Regions from separate parts of the Sus scrofa genome. Here region 1 is linked to region 2. The links are chromatin contacts, called in public HiChIP or PLAC-seq maps. All regions are on one chromosome and are shown on one strand. Each heading gives the region's core, a stretch centred on a gene start, on an enhancer-like site or on the middle of the called end of the contact. The rest is flanking DNA. Distances are from core to core; before and after follow the strand shown. Region 1 overlaps BICC1 (protein bicaudal C homolog 1). Region 2 overlaps BICC1 (protein bicaudal C homolog 1).

Region 1 (5,785 bases), core at 1,246-3,745, 170 kb before region 2:
TCAACTGCTAACTTAATATGCCATTAAAGTTATCATGGCAAACATTCTAGCAAAAACACTAGTAGGTACTAAAGAGTTCTGATGACCTCTGTGAAAAAGAGGTATGATCATACTGAAAATGTGTGGGGTAGGGTAGGACCAGGGCAAGAGGAAGCAAAGAAACAGGGAGGGTCCTGGGGCGTCCTGCTAGGAAAGGAACCTAGTTTTCCAGAGGTAAACTCGGGAAACTAGTCCTAATTATAGGAACAGCTTAAAATCAACAAAATGTTAACGAAAACCCTGTGGGAGGTAGAGGCCACAGACTCTAAATATCACTAGGCCCCCCTCTCCTACCCACACACACACTCTCACAATAACAAGTTTCATTTCACACAGGAATGCTTGTGGTTTCTAGGCAGCAAGGAGTCCAGTCCACTAAGGACTAGCGAACAGCAGAAAAGCAAAAAGAAGCCTTTCCAACTGATCTTGAAGGGAGAAGAGCTACTGGTTTCTACACTATGAAAGGGAAATGGGAGGGAAAAAAAAAAGGTCTCCAGCTTGATGATGCTGGAACAGGTCACATAAGAAAAAAAAAGAATGTTTGTCAAAGGAAAAGATGTAAGCCTTCAAGATCCAAGTGGAAATGGAACAAGGGGAAGCCCGACCTTCGGAGGGTGAGAAGCAAAGGTATAAGGAAACGTGAGGGGAACAGATGGAGAGGAAAATGGCAAAAGCAAAGGTGGGCAAATGCAGACAGAGGGTGCATGAGCACCGACAGGGAGAGTGAGCTCACCTCATGGAGGAGACAGCAGAAGGGCAAGGTGACCTCATCGCCAGGCAGTGGCTGTGCTTACTGGGGCGGCTCTCAGGTTGTTGGGGACAGAGGTGCCCCTGCGCAGGGATGCTGCTGCCGGAAACCAGAGTCCAATGCAGACTTGACTGCCACTGCAAAGGTTTGCCCAAGACTCAATTTATTTTTATTGCTTTTGGCTGCACCCAAGGCAGGCAGAAATTCCAGGGCCAGGGATCAAACCAGTACCACAGCAGCAACGCAAGCCACAACAATGACAATGAGGGATCCTCACCCCACTGAGCCACCAGGGAGCTCCCCCCAAACACTACTTATTTATTTATTATTTATTTAATGTATCTATTAAAGATATTTAATTCATATTCAAATACCTCTCCACAAAGAAAATTCGAGGACCAGATGTTTGAATTTCTTCAATCCTATTTGGAAGAAATACAAACCATAAACCTTTTACAACGATAGAGAGGAGGGAGTAATTCCTAACTCAATTGACTGGTACAGCATAACTTTGACATTAAAGGCATTACACGCAAAAGAAATCAGAGAAAACTAAACTTCATGAATACAGATGCAAAATTCTTAACCAAAAAAATCAGCAAGCTGAATCCAACAATACGTAAAAAGATAATAATCTTGACCAAGTAGAGTTGATCTAGAAACATAATCCAAAACTCAATTTAAAGACACCCTTCCAAAATGTCATTTAATACATCACAAAGGGGAAAAAAAATTTTAAGGGAAAAAAATACATATATAATCCAGGAATATAACTGAAAAACACCCATTCAAACCTAAGGTGTGTCTTCATTTGTCTATTTAAAATTGTGGGTCTCCACAAACTCTGGGCAATTTTTCCTGAAGGCCTCAGATGGAAAATCCCTAACACAGAGGAAGTGGTGCAGGGTTGTCAGAACCCAAGAAATAATTCACCGAATGTACTGTAATGTGAAGCCCAACCAAAAGTAAACCAAAGTCACATGAAGAGTCTCAGCTGTCCAGCAAGGAACCAGCTTCTCTCAGTTTTTAACTTGACAGCCCCACTGACTTCTAGGCCATGGAGCTCGGAGGCTACTGTAAGGCTGAGTATAATCTGAGGACAAATGCTCTCATCTCGCTCTTTCCCCAAGATGACCAAACACAAAAGAGCTAGAGATCAAAAGCAGGGTAGACATTAAAATGTAGGCCCTGGCAGTTGAAAAAAAAAAAAAGTTCATAAGGCTGTCCATTTAGCTCCCTGCATTTGTACTTGGTTTAAATAAATAGTCACCAAACCCCAGAATAATTCCTCCACGAAAACAAAAACAAAGAAAAAATCTTGTGATCTGGACACAGTTGCCTTTCAAAATTTTCGGAGTCAGGCTTCCACTGCCTCACAGTTTCAGTTTACCAAGGAACTTTAAGAGAAAGCAGATGTAACCTAAAATACAATGACTGCAATACATACTGTAATTCGTCTGGAATTGCAAGCCATAAACCTCAGGACTGCAGGGGACCCACTTGCAATTTCGATCTGCTACAAGAAAAGCATTTTCACATCCAAAGTAAGGCCCTTTTCGGGCTTCCTCTTTTTTTCCTCTCAGTTATTTGGAAGGTAAAAAATTTCAACTTGGAAATTAGAGTTCAAGCAGACACACACCCACAGACGTTAAAAGCAGGTACAGTAGGAAACAGAAGGTACAGGCCAGAGCAGGAAAATTTCCCAGCCACACCCGGGGGACCACCCATTCCAGACACAGATGAGATGCTCCCTACAGTGTGGGACGTCAACTGAGTAGAGGTTGCCAACCTTTGGCAAGTTAGGCAGAAATCAGAACAGAACTCCAAGGGACTCTACACTTCTCTCCAAGAGGAACCGCCTATGTGAAAACAGCTGCAGGGTTTGTTGTTATTTACAACAACCTGCAACCAAAGGTGCTTTAATCCTCTGGGACTGGTTTCTGCAGTTCCCCACCTCAGGATTATCCAGTTTGTTTGCTGAGGGAATTTACTAGATTTATTCAGAGTCTTTCAAGGACTAGTCAAGAAAATCAAAAAAGTCACTTTCTTCTCAGAATACAAGGAAAGAAAAGCTTCTTCATAAAGTCATTCTCTCTAAATTCCCAAAACACTAATTATTTTCTGTCAGGTAAAGGATGTGAGGAGACAAGAGTAAGGAAGAGGCAACACTGTTCAGGACTATGTTAAAGTCTTAGGCATCCACTTTGCTCCATCTGGCAGTAAAAATAAAAATAAAAATAAAAAAAGGCAAAGCCAAACCTCAAACTTCTGTGGTGGACGGTAGATAATTATGATTTTCATATTGCTGTTTTTAGGGTATTGTTGAATCTAGGCTGCTTTTACACCTAATACCTCAAGGTTGCTTTTTAATGTGGTGATCAATGAAACAAACACAAAAATTAATAAGTTCTAACACCCAGTGAGTATGCAGGACACCTTCTCTGCCACACTGTTCAATGTTAGGATGGGGAAAGTAAGAAAGAGGAAAAAAGAAAACATTAGAACAGAATAGAAAATGGAAAGGACATGTTAACATGCCTGCCATATATGAAGATACCTAGAGATAAAAAGAACAAGTTCCAGGAAAATATAAAGGAGGAAGAGTGAGAGAGAGAGAGTGTGTGTGTGTGTGTGTGTGTGTACACATCAACTCGGTCAACTAGAGAAATGACATCACAAATCAGTAGGGAAGGACAGACTGCCTAGAAATGGCTGCTAAGAAATCTGGCTCCTTTTACAGAAATAAATGTGATCCCTACCTCACGTCATATACTAAAACACATCCCAGATAGATAAAGATCTACACCTGAAAGGTAAAATCGAATAAAAAAAATAAAATTAAGATAACTCAGCCACTGATCTGATGGGAGATCAGCAGAGGCCGTCTAAGTTGCAGAGGAAAACGTGAGGGACACCACTCAGGCCTTCCTCCTCCTCTGCCTCCTGACCCCTGAGTGGCCACACATGACAAGCATGACAAAGACCAACATGTGACAAAGAGCACGCAAACACTTGGGTCCCTGGCCATGAACGTCATCAGTCAGTGAAACTGGCCCTGGGCTGCTGACCTCCAGGAAACAATAAGGTCTGCTTTTGGAAACTCCTGCTGACCGACCGAGCTTTCCATTCTTTGCAGCCATGACTGCAAGTGTCTGATCTATGGTGGGCAACCCAACACCCACCTCCACCCCCAAAGTAACACAAGGATGCCCACACTACGCTTTTGAAAATGTTTCCTAACACAGAGAACAAATGTGTTCTTGAAAATAATCAAAACTACTTCTACAGTCAACAGCATCTCTAAAATGTTCAATGGCAGATCTGAGCATCAGAGAAAGATTTAGGAAGAAGTGACATGAGACAGATGGTGGCCCTGTAGCCAAGTGAGGTAATGGTGTTGGAGGAAAGCTCCTCTCTCATCATTCTTGTTGAGACCTGGTTCAGGGTCCAGGGGCTGTCAGGGTGGAGCTGGCCTCGAATGGACACCAGGACAGCTGACAAGTCCTGAACCCTGTGCTTATGGGACCGAATCAAGGTCCATCTACTGACTTCTTTTGTAGGCAGATATTCAAACTCTGGCCCCAGACACTTCCAGGTATAAGAAAACTACATAACAATATAGTGACAATGCCATGAATCCAACTCTGATAACAACAACTTAGGTTTGTTTATATGTTTAAACCAACAAGTCCACAAAGCCCAACTGCCACACAGTTGGCTACCCATGCCTCAGGTGAACTATTTCAGACTTAATTGTGCAATTGAGAAATGCCTGTAATTCTAAACTATAATTACACCAAACTGGGATTTTTTTTTTTTTTGGCGGGGGGGGGGGGGGTGCCTGGCCATTTCCCTCCTTACCTGAAGAGGTATAAAAGAAAAAAATGCACACAACACTCAATTCTGCATTTAAAGATAAGCAAAACTGCAGTTTAACTGCTCATGTTAAATCACAGTAAAGCATACTGCAGAGCAGTTTGTAACAGACAGGGAGGCTTGCTTCCATTTTAACACCTTCTCTTTACTTGATTTTCAGGAAAAAAATAAATGCACCCTGTTGGCATGCTACATGTTCAGTCTCAATTCCCACATGAATCAGATCACCTAAAAATACTGAGCCTGTGGATTTTGGGTTCCAAATCTAGGTGTGAATGGATGAAGGTTTCAGGCACTTTAAAAATAAATCAAATTTAATTGCCTCTTAGAAACAAAACTTGAAGTATTCATGGTTTAATAAAGGAAAATTAAGGAGTTCCCATTGTGGCAAAGCAGAAATGAATCTGACTAGTATCCATGAGGATACAGGTCCAATCCCTGGCCTAGCTCAATGAGTCGGGGATCCAGCATTGCCATGAGCTGTGATGTAGCTCGTAGACATGGCTCAGATCTCGAGTTGCTGTGGCTGTGGTATAGGCCGCCAGCTGTAGCTCTAATTCGACTCCTAGCCCGGGAACTTCCATATGCTGTGGGTGCAGCCCTAAACAGCAAAAAAGAAAAAGAAAAATGAAAATGTAAGCAGAGTATGCATTCTAACAGTTTGTCCCAGTTATACCTGGGGCTCTATTAGTTCCTGGGCCTGTATTTTTCTAGCAGTACTGATGTGCTTGCTCTAATAATGACATATTTCACACTTTAACTGATAAATATTGCATCCCTAACACACATGGGCATGCATACACATACAAATACACATACAGCTCCCCTCCGCCGCACCCAAAAAAAGAAAAAGATGAAATAGTTCCTACTAACCATGTTACTTCATGAATAAAAAATATATCCCCAGGTCCTATTAAAGCAAGAGTTACATTTTAAGGAAATCTACAGTTGACATAGTTATTTTTGATATCTCTATTTTTATTGCAAATATTTACCAATAACATCTCAAATTTGATAGTTCATTAGGCTGACACCAGTGAAAATTACCACAGGAGAGACATTAGGAAATGGTTGTGATCAGCACTTTGGCAACTGTACCATTTATAGTAGATTCATTTTTCT
Region 2 (6,061 bases), core at 171-2,670:
AAAGAGAAAATTTCTGAATCACTCCTTATTAAGAAGAAAAACAGATTGAGCTGAATAACACTTCCAAGTATCCTATCAATTAGGGAGGGGTACTGGAATACAAGGTGGGCCCTAGCCCAGGACCTAGGGGTATGTCTGTGTTGGGGAACAGAAAGGCAGATTGCAGAATGTTCTGGTAGAAAAATAAAAAGCTGGAGTTCCCGTCATGGCGCAGTGGTTAACAAATCCAACTAGCAACCATGAGGTTGCGGGTTTGATCCCTGGCCTTGCTCAGTGGGTTAAGGATCCAGTGTTGCCATGAGCTGTGGTGTAGGTTGCAGACACGACTCAGATCCCGAGTTGCTGTGGCTCTGGCATAGGCTGGTGGCTACGGCTCCAATTTGACCCCTAGCCTGGGAACCTCCATATGCTGCAGGAAGCAGCCCAAGAAATGGCAAAAAGACAAAAGAAAAAGAAAAAGCAACAATTAGAAGAGATTCTTTTACTAGAGTCTCACAAGAAATAATAACTTGAAAACACTCTCTAAATGAAAAGGGAAAAATGATCAAAAGTAAAGATGTTAACATTGGAATGTAACTGAAAATGTCACACAGGAAAAGAAGGATAATTAGGAAACTGAGGTCACAAATCAACAGTCCTTTTTATCAGAAACATTTTAGTTGCACTAACCCTCACATCCACCTCTCCACACCCACTACAGGGGAATATGTAACTTCTTTTTTGCCCTATGACTAAATATAAAAGCTTCTGCTATCATTTAGATAGAAAAGTCAAAGACAGCTGCAGTGAAAACCTCCTTTTAGCCTTCCATCAAGGAATAATTAAAATTTTAAGTAGGAAACATTCCATGTATATACAGTAAGAGCACTAAATGTGATTTTTTTTTTAAAGCGAAAACACAGTTTACTTACTCTAGCTGAAATAGTTGCCAGTTCAGAAATATTTTTTCCACTTGGAACACAGTAATACTTCAAATAATCATTTGGAGAGATTCCTTCTGTGCTTCCACCATTGTTATTACAAAGAATTTAGGGTTTTAAGAGCATATTTGGGATTCGATGTCCATGGTTTCAAATTCAGGTACGTATATTTTTAAAACTCAAAGCGGCTTCAGAAAGATTGCAGGGAACTAGCAGAGATCCAGAAAGCACTGCAATGTAGCCAAAAACCTTTGGATAAATAACATCTGGCATTAGTGGTTTGCTATCCTTGAGTTTCTCAACTTCCTCTCTGGAGAAACTTAAGTCCCTTTTGGCCTCTCTCTGATTTCCTTAAAAATGTTTCTGGAAACAAGACACTTCATCGTCCATCTTCTTTATCTGGAGAAGTGCTGGTAGGAAGCTAGCTCTCCTGGAGCGAGTAAGTCCCCACATACAACAGCCCTCACGTGGGCCCACGGCAGCCTCAACTCCTGATCTTTTCAATTTGTAGCTTATGTGGAAGGAGCGAGAGGCATGGATTCCCATCCCAGCCTCTCTACTTACTAGCTCCGTGCCCTTGAACAAAACTTACCTCTTGTCCTCCTCCTTGGGTCTGTCTTGAGGATTAAGCGAGGTTACATGAAAAGGAACCGGCCCCTGCCTGGCACCCAATAAATGGTCAGTGCCCAGAGAAATCCCAGTGCTGACCGTGGCAATGTCAGCTCCAGCTGACAGCTGGGCAGCTTGGATACCAACCTCATCTCATCATAGAGAAGCAGCTTTCTCTATCTGCTAGAGCCTCCTCTGGCCCTGGCCGACCTTCTGGATCCTGTGGTCTCTCTGTTTCTTAGCAGCTGCCCCCTCTGACCAGCTGTAACTGTCCTCCCCTCACTTACAAGTCTTCAATAAAATGACTACCTAAGAACCCCGTCAAGAAAAAAAGCAACCACTCATTCCTTCCCTTAACGCAGGCCATCTGGGAAAAACTTTGCTTTCTCTCCCCTGCGCCCCTGCCCCCACAAACTCAGTGCTGCTATCTTGTTAAGTGAGAAAACAGGGCACTGAATGATGTTACTTGAATTTATGTGTGAATGTATTTTTGGAATGGTAGTGATCCCTTTTGAATATTATACTTTGTATATACATGCCTTACTTTTGTAACATAAGTTTCTAAGGTACAGCACTATTTAAATATTATCTGAGAAGGCAGAGACGAACCTAGGAGAATTCTCTAATTAAACTGAGGTTAAGGATGGAAGGCAGGATATAAAATGACTAAAATCTGGGTTTGGGCTACATGAGAAGTTACAGAGGTTATGATGGACAGCAAGGGTGCTACTTGAAATGTGGTCTGCTCCCTGACAGCAGGGAGGGGACGTCAAATCATACAGAAGTGAGGGTAAGCATTTGGAAATTTTTACAGCAACTTGAAAGAGTAGCCATATGTATATGAAATTAAAAAATAAAAATGGGGAGTTCCCGTCGTGGCGCAGTGCTTAACGAATCCGACTAGGAACCATGAGGTTGCGGGTTCGGTCCCTGCCCTTGCTCAGTGGGTTAACGATCCGGCGTTGCCGTGAGCTGTGGTGTAGGTTGCAGGCACGGCTTGGATCCCTCGTTGCTGTGGCTCTGGTGTAGGCCGGTGGCTACAGCTCCGATTCAACCCCTAGCCTGGGAACCTCCATGTGCCGCGGGAGCGGCCCAAGAAATAGCAACAACAACAACAAAAAAAAAAGAAAAAAAAAAAAAAAATAAAAAAATAAAAAATAAATAAAAATGGGGCTCATCTTTGCTGCTTTTACTGATAATTTTCATTTTTCTCATAATTCATTTTCATTGACTATTAAAGGAAAAGTACAAGGAACAATAAGTAGCAGTCCACTGTAACTTTAAAATTTCAAATCAAACTCCTCCACAATAGATTTGTGCCTGAAAGACTGGGGAAAGAGACTTCCTCTGACCTCCGCGAGGGCACAAGTTTGTAGAGAGGATAAATATAGTTAATTCGGGGGCTCAATGACACTCTGCCAAATCCACTTTCCTGTCTAAGGTGTGAAATATAAGCCACGTAAGGTGAGAAAATTTATTTTGACCTTCCTGAAATAACCTATTTAAATAAAGCATATACAAAAAAAAAAAAACCCACAGTAAATAGTACTACTTATTCTTATACGCTCATCAAACATCAAAATATTAGTGAAAACTTGATATACGAATGTTTGGAAAATCACCCAAAGCAGCAACTCTCTGCAAACAATAAATCTCTCATGGTGAGGTTTCCTCAGTAGTGGTGAATGTGTCCCTCTCCCTGGAATCTCAGTTTTGATTAGGAAGTCAACACAGTGATGGTAAACAAAGGCACATGTTGAAAAATCACTATCACACAAGCAGAACCATCAGAAAATCCTCATTTAAAAAACTGGGAGTTCCCAATGGCTTAGTGGGTTAAGGATCCGGCACTGTTGCTGCTGTGGCTTGGGTCTGATCCCTGACCCAGGAACTTCTGTATGCCCTGAGTGCGGCCAAAAAAATTAAAACAGGCTGCACTAGCAGCTGTGGAACTGGCACAATTCTGTGTACTCAAGGGTAGGAATCTCAGATTTCCTCCGAATAAGATAAAGATACAACTCACTTCTCAGAACTAGCGGAAGGACCACATCAAATAGTGGGCATGTGCCGAAACTACGGAGCAAAAGTTCTCCCAGTGTTGTCCAGGACCCTTGGGGATTCTTGACATCCTTTCTGAGGGTACAGGGATCATAACTGTGCTCATAATAATAAGTCAGTCTCTGCCTTTTTCATTCTTATTTCCTCACAAGTGTACAATAAAATTTTTCAGAGGCTACATAAAGAGTAATAGTGCAACAGACTGAATGCAGACACAGGCATGAGAATTTGGTTGGCTTCCAGTACATGAGATTTGAAAGAGATTTGCAAAAATATAAAACAATATCACCCATCTCACCAAAAGCCTTATTTTGAAACTAAGAATTTTTCATGGAAAAAAAATTTTGAATTAACATGCAATGGCTTTAGAGTTAAGTTTCAATGCACTGACAAATACATTAAAATTTCTCAATGTTATTGGGGGGGGGGGCTATGCCCCCTAGAATGCAGAAGTTCCAGGGCCAGGGGTCGAACCTGAGCCACAGCAGAGACAATACCAGAGCCTTAACTCACAAGGCCATGAGGGAACTCTTGAATGTTCATTTCTAATAGAGAGTATCAAGAGTTATAACCTATATGAATGACATCTCTTTTGGGGTCCTAAATACTTTTTTAAATCTAAAAGGGTCATGAGACCAAATGTTTAAAAACTGTTGCTGAAAGTGAAAGGATTGTGTACATTTTAATATGTGAGCCAGACATACATCAACTCCGTTATTTGTAAATATACCTTACTTTAGTATGCATTTCTGCTTTATGCAAAAAAGAAGTTTATTAGACTATTTTCTGTGTTTTTAGCTCACTTCTAAGTTGCCTCTGCCCGGGGCGGGGGCGGGGGGGACCGGACCTGAAAAGCCCTGTTCTCTGGCAACCACGTGTCCAGGTTTTCCAAGCCCTTCTTAACATCAAATGTGTTTCCCATTTCTCCCATCAACCACAAAAATGTTCTTTATATTTCAACATTTGTAGGTCCAAATGCATCTCCCAACCTGGTTCTCACATACAAGAATAATGACAAAACATCCTCCTATTGTATTGTCTGTAGCAATATTTTAAAGATTTCAGCACAGCTCATGTGATCCAATGCATGTTGGCTGGTTCTGACCCACACCCCAAGAATGGCTGGTTACTCTGGCTGAGAACACTCCCGGCATGCTTGCTTAGCTTCTGCAAGAGTCCACGCAGAAGGACTCACTCCAAATATCATATAAGATCACTTACATGTGGAACCTAACAAAAAAAAGATTCAAAAGAACTTATTTATAAAACAGAAACAAAGAGACTTCAAAACCAACCTTATGTTTACCATAGAAACTGTTGGGGGGAAGGAAGAATTCGAAGAGTGTGAATAATGAATACACACTGCTGTAGAAAACAGATGATTGGCGAGAACCTATTGCATAGCTCAGGAAAATCTACTCAATAGTAATAACCTATATAGGAAAAATGAATGGACATATTTATATGTATGACAGATTCACTTTGCTATACACCTGAAACTAAAACAACATTGTAAATCAACTATATGCTAATAAAATTAAATTTAAAAAAGCAAAACATTCAAAAAAGAGAAACAAAGCCTTAAGGTTAATGAAAACAAAAAAAAAAAGAAAATTTTTCTTGCAAAAACTGAAATACTATATCTTTAAATAAATAATTTTTCCAAAGAAGACTTGTTTAAAAAAAAAAAAAGAAGGATACACCCCAAGGTCAGCCAGTAGATGTCTGAATTTTATTTTTCTTTCTCTTTCATAAATACCAGAGGCTTTGTTAATTAGCAAAATGAGTGTTAAAAGTTATTTTCATGGGTGAAATAGCAATGTTTTTAAAATGTGTACTGACGAAAGACTACGGGGTACTCCAGCCCTTGACCAAACAGGGCACATGAACTGAGAGACTCCAGTGGCCCAACCCCTCTGGATTGGCATCTAGGCTTATGAGTTCCAATGCAAGGGTTGACCAGAAGTCACATCATGCTGCTTGTATGACTTCCCTCTGGCTTGAGTGAACGTCTCATACAAGGACTTCAGGAGTACCCAAAGGGACAGAAAGCTATGACATCACAGGGCTTAGTTGTACCGGGCCTTGCTCGTGAATAAGGCAGAATCCCATGCGAAATTTTAGTAGTTAGACATTACCTGCAATAAGGCTGTTGAAGGAGGAAACTCACCTATGTTATCTATGAATACCTTCAAAAAAAGAACCAAAAAAATTATAAACCATCAAATTAGATTTGGGGGGATTTTTTTTGTTTTTGTTTTTTATGGCCACACCTGGAGCATATAGAAGTACCCAGGCCAGGAATTGATCCAAGCTGCAGCTGCAACCTACACCACAGCTGCAGCAATGCCAGATCCTTAACCCACTGCGCTGGGCCAGGGATCAAACCACACATCTGCAGAGACTCAAACTGCCGCCATGAGATTCTTAACCCACTGCACCACAGTGGGAACTCCCAAATTAGTTTAGAAGTG

What was found. HiChIP or PLAC-seq counts read pairs in DNA pulled down with a chosen protein or histone mark.
Region 1: an H3K27ac HiChIP or PLAC-seq map of skeletal muscle shows a contact between it and region 2, with 2.7 times the contacts expected there. The contact joins two enhancer-like sites. A contact is called at or near these places in 1 of 47 Hi-C or Micro-C datasets (heart right ventricle) and 1 of 2 datasets of contacts at active chromatin or transcription factors (skeletal muscle).

What each region holds. Positions count from the first base shown.
Region 1 is chr14:62,040,846-62,046,630 of Sscrofa11.1, reverse strand. All of the region lies in intron 3 of BICC1 (protein bicaudal C homolog 1), which reads right to left. Among named protein-coding and RNA genes, the nearest start is that of BICC1, 250 kb to the right of the region's middle. Within about 2 kb of position 2,495, at least 12 of the 83 cell types and tissues checked have an H3K27ac peak or open chromatin away from gene starts, as enhancers often do. A contact at or near this core is called in skeletal muscle, where this site is marked.
Region 2 is chr14:61,869,475-61,875,535 of Sscrofa11.1, reverse strand. The region is part of intron 1 of BICC1 (protein bicaudal C homolog 1); the gene reads right to left. Among named protein-coding and RNA genes, the nearest start is that of BICC1, 79 kb to the right of the region's middle. Within about 2 kb of position 1,420, at least 15 of the 83 cell types and tissues checked have an H3K27ac peak or open chromatin away from gene starts, as enhancers often do. A contact at or near this core is called in skeletal muscle, where this site is marked.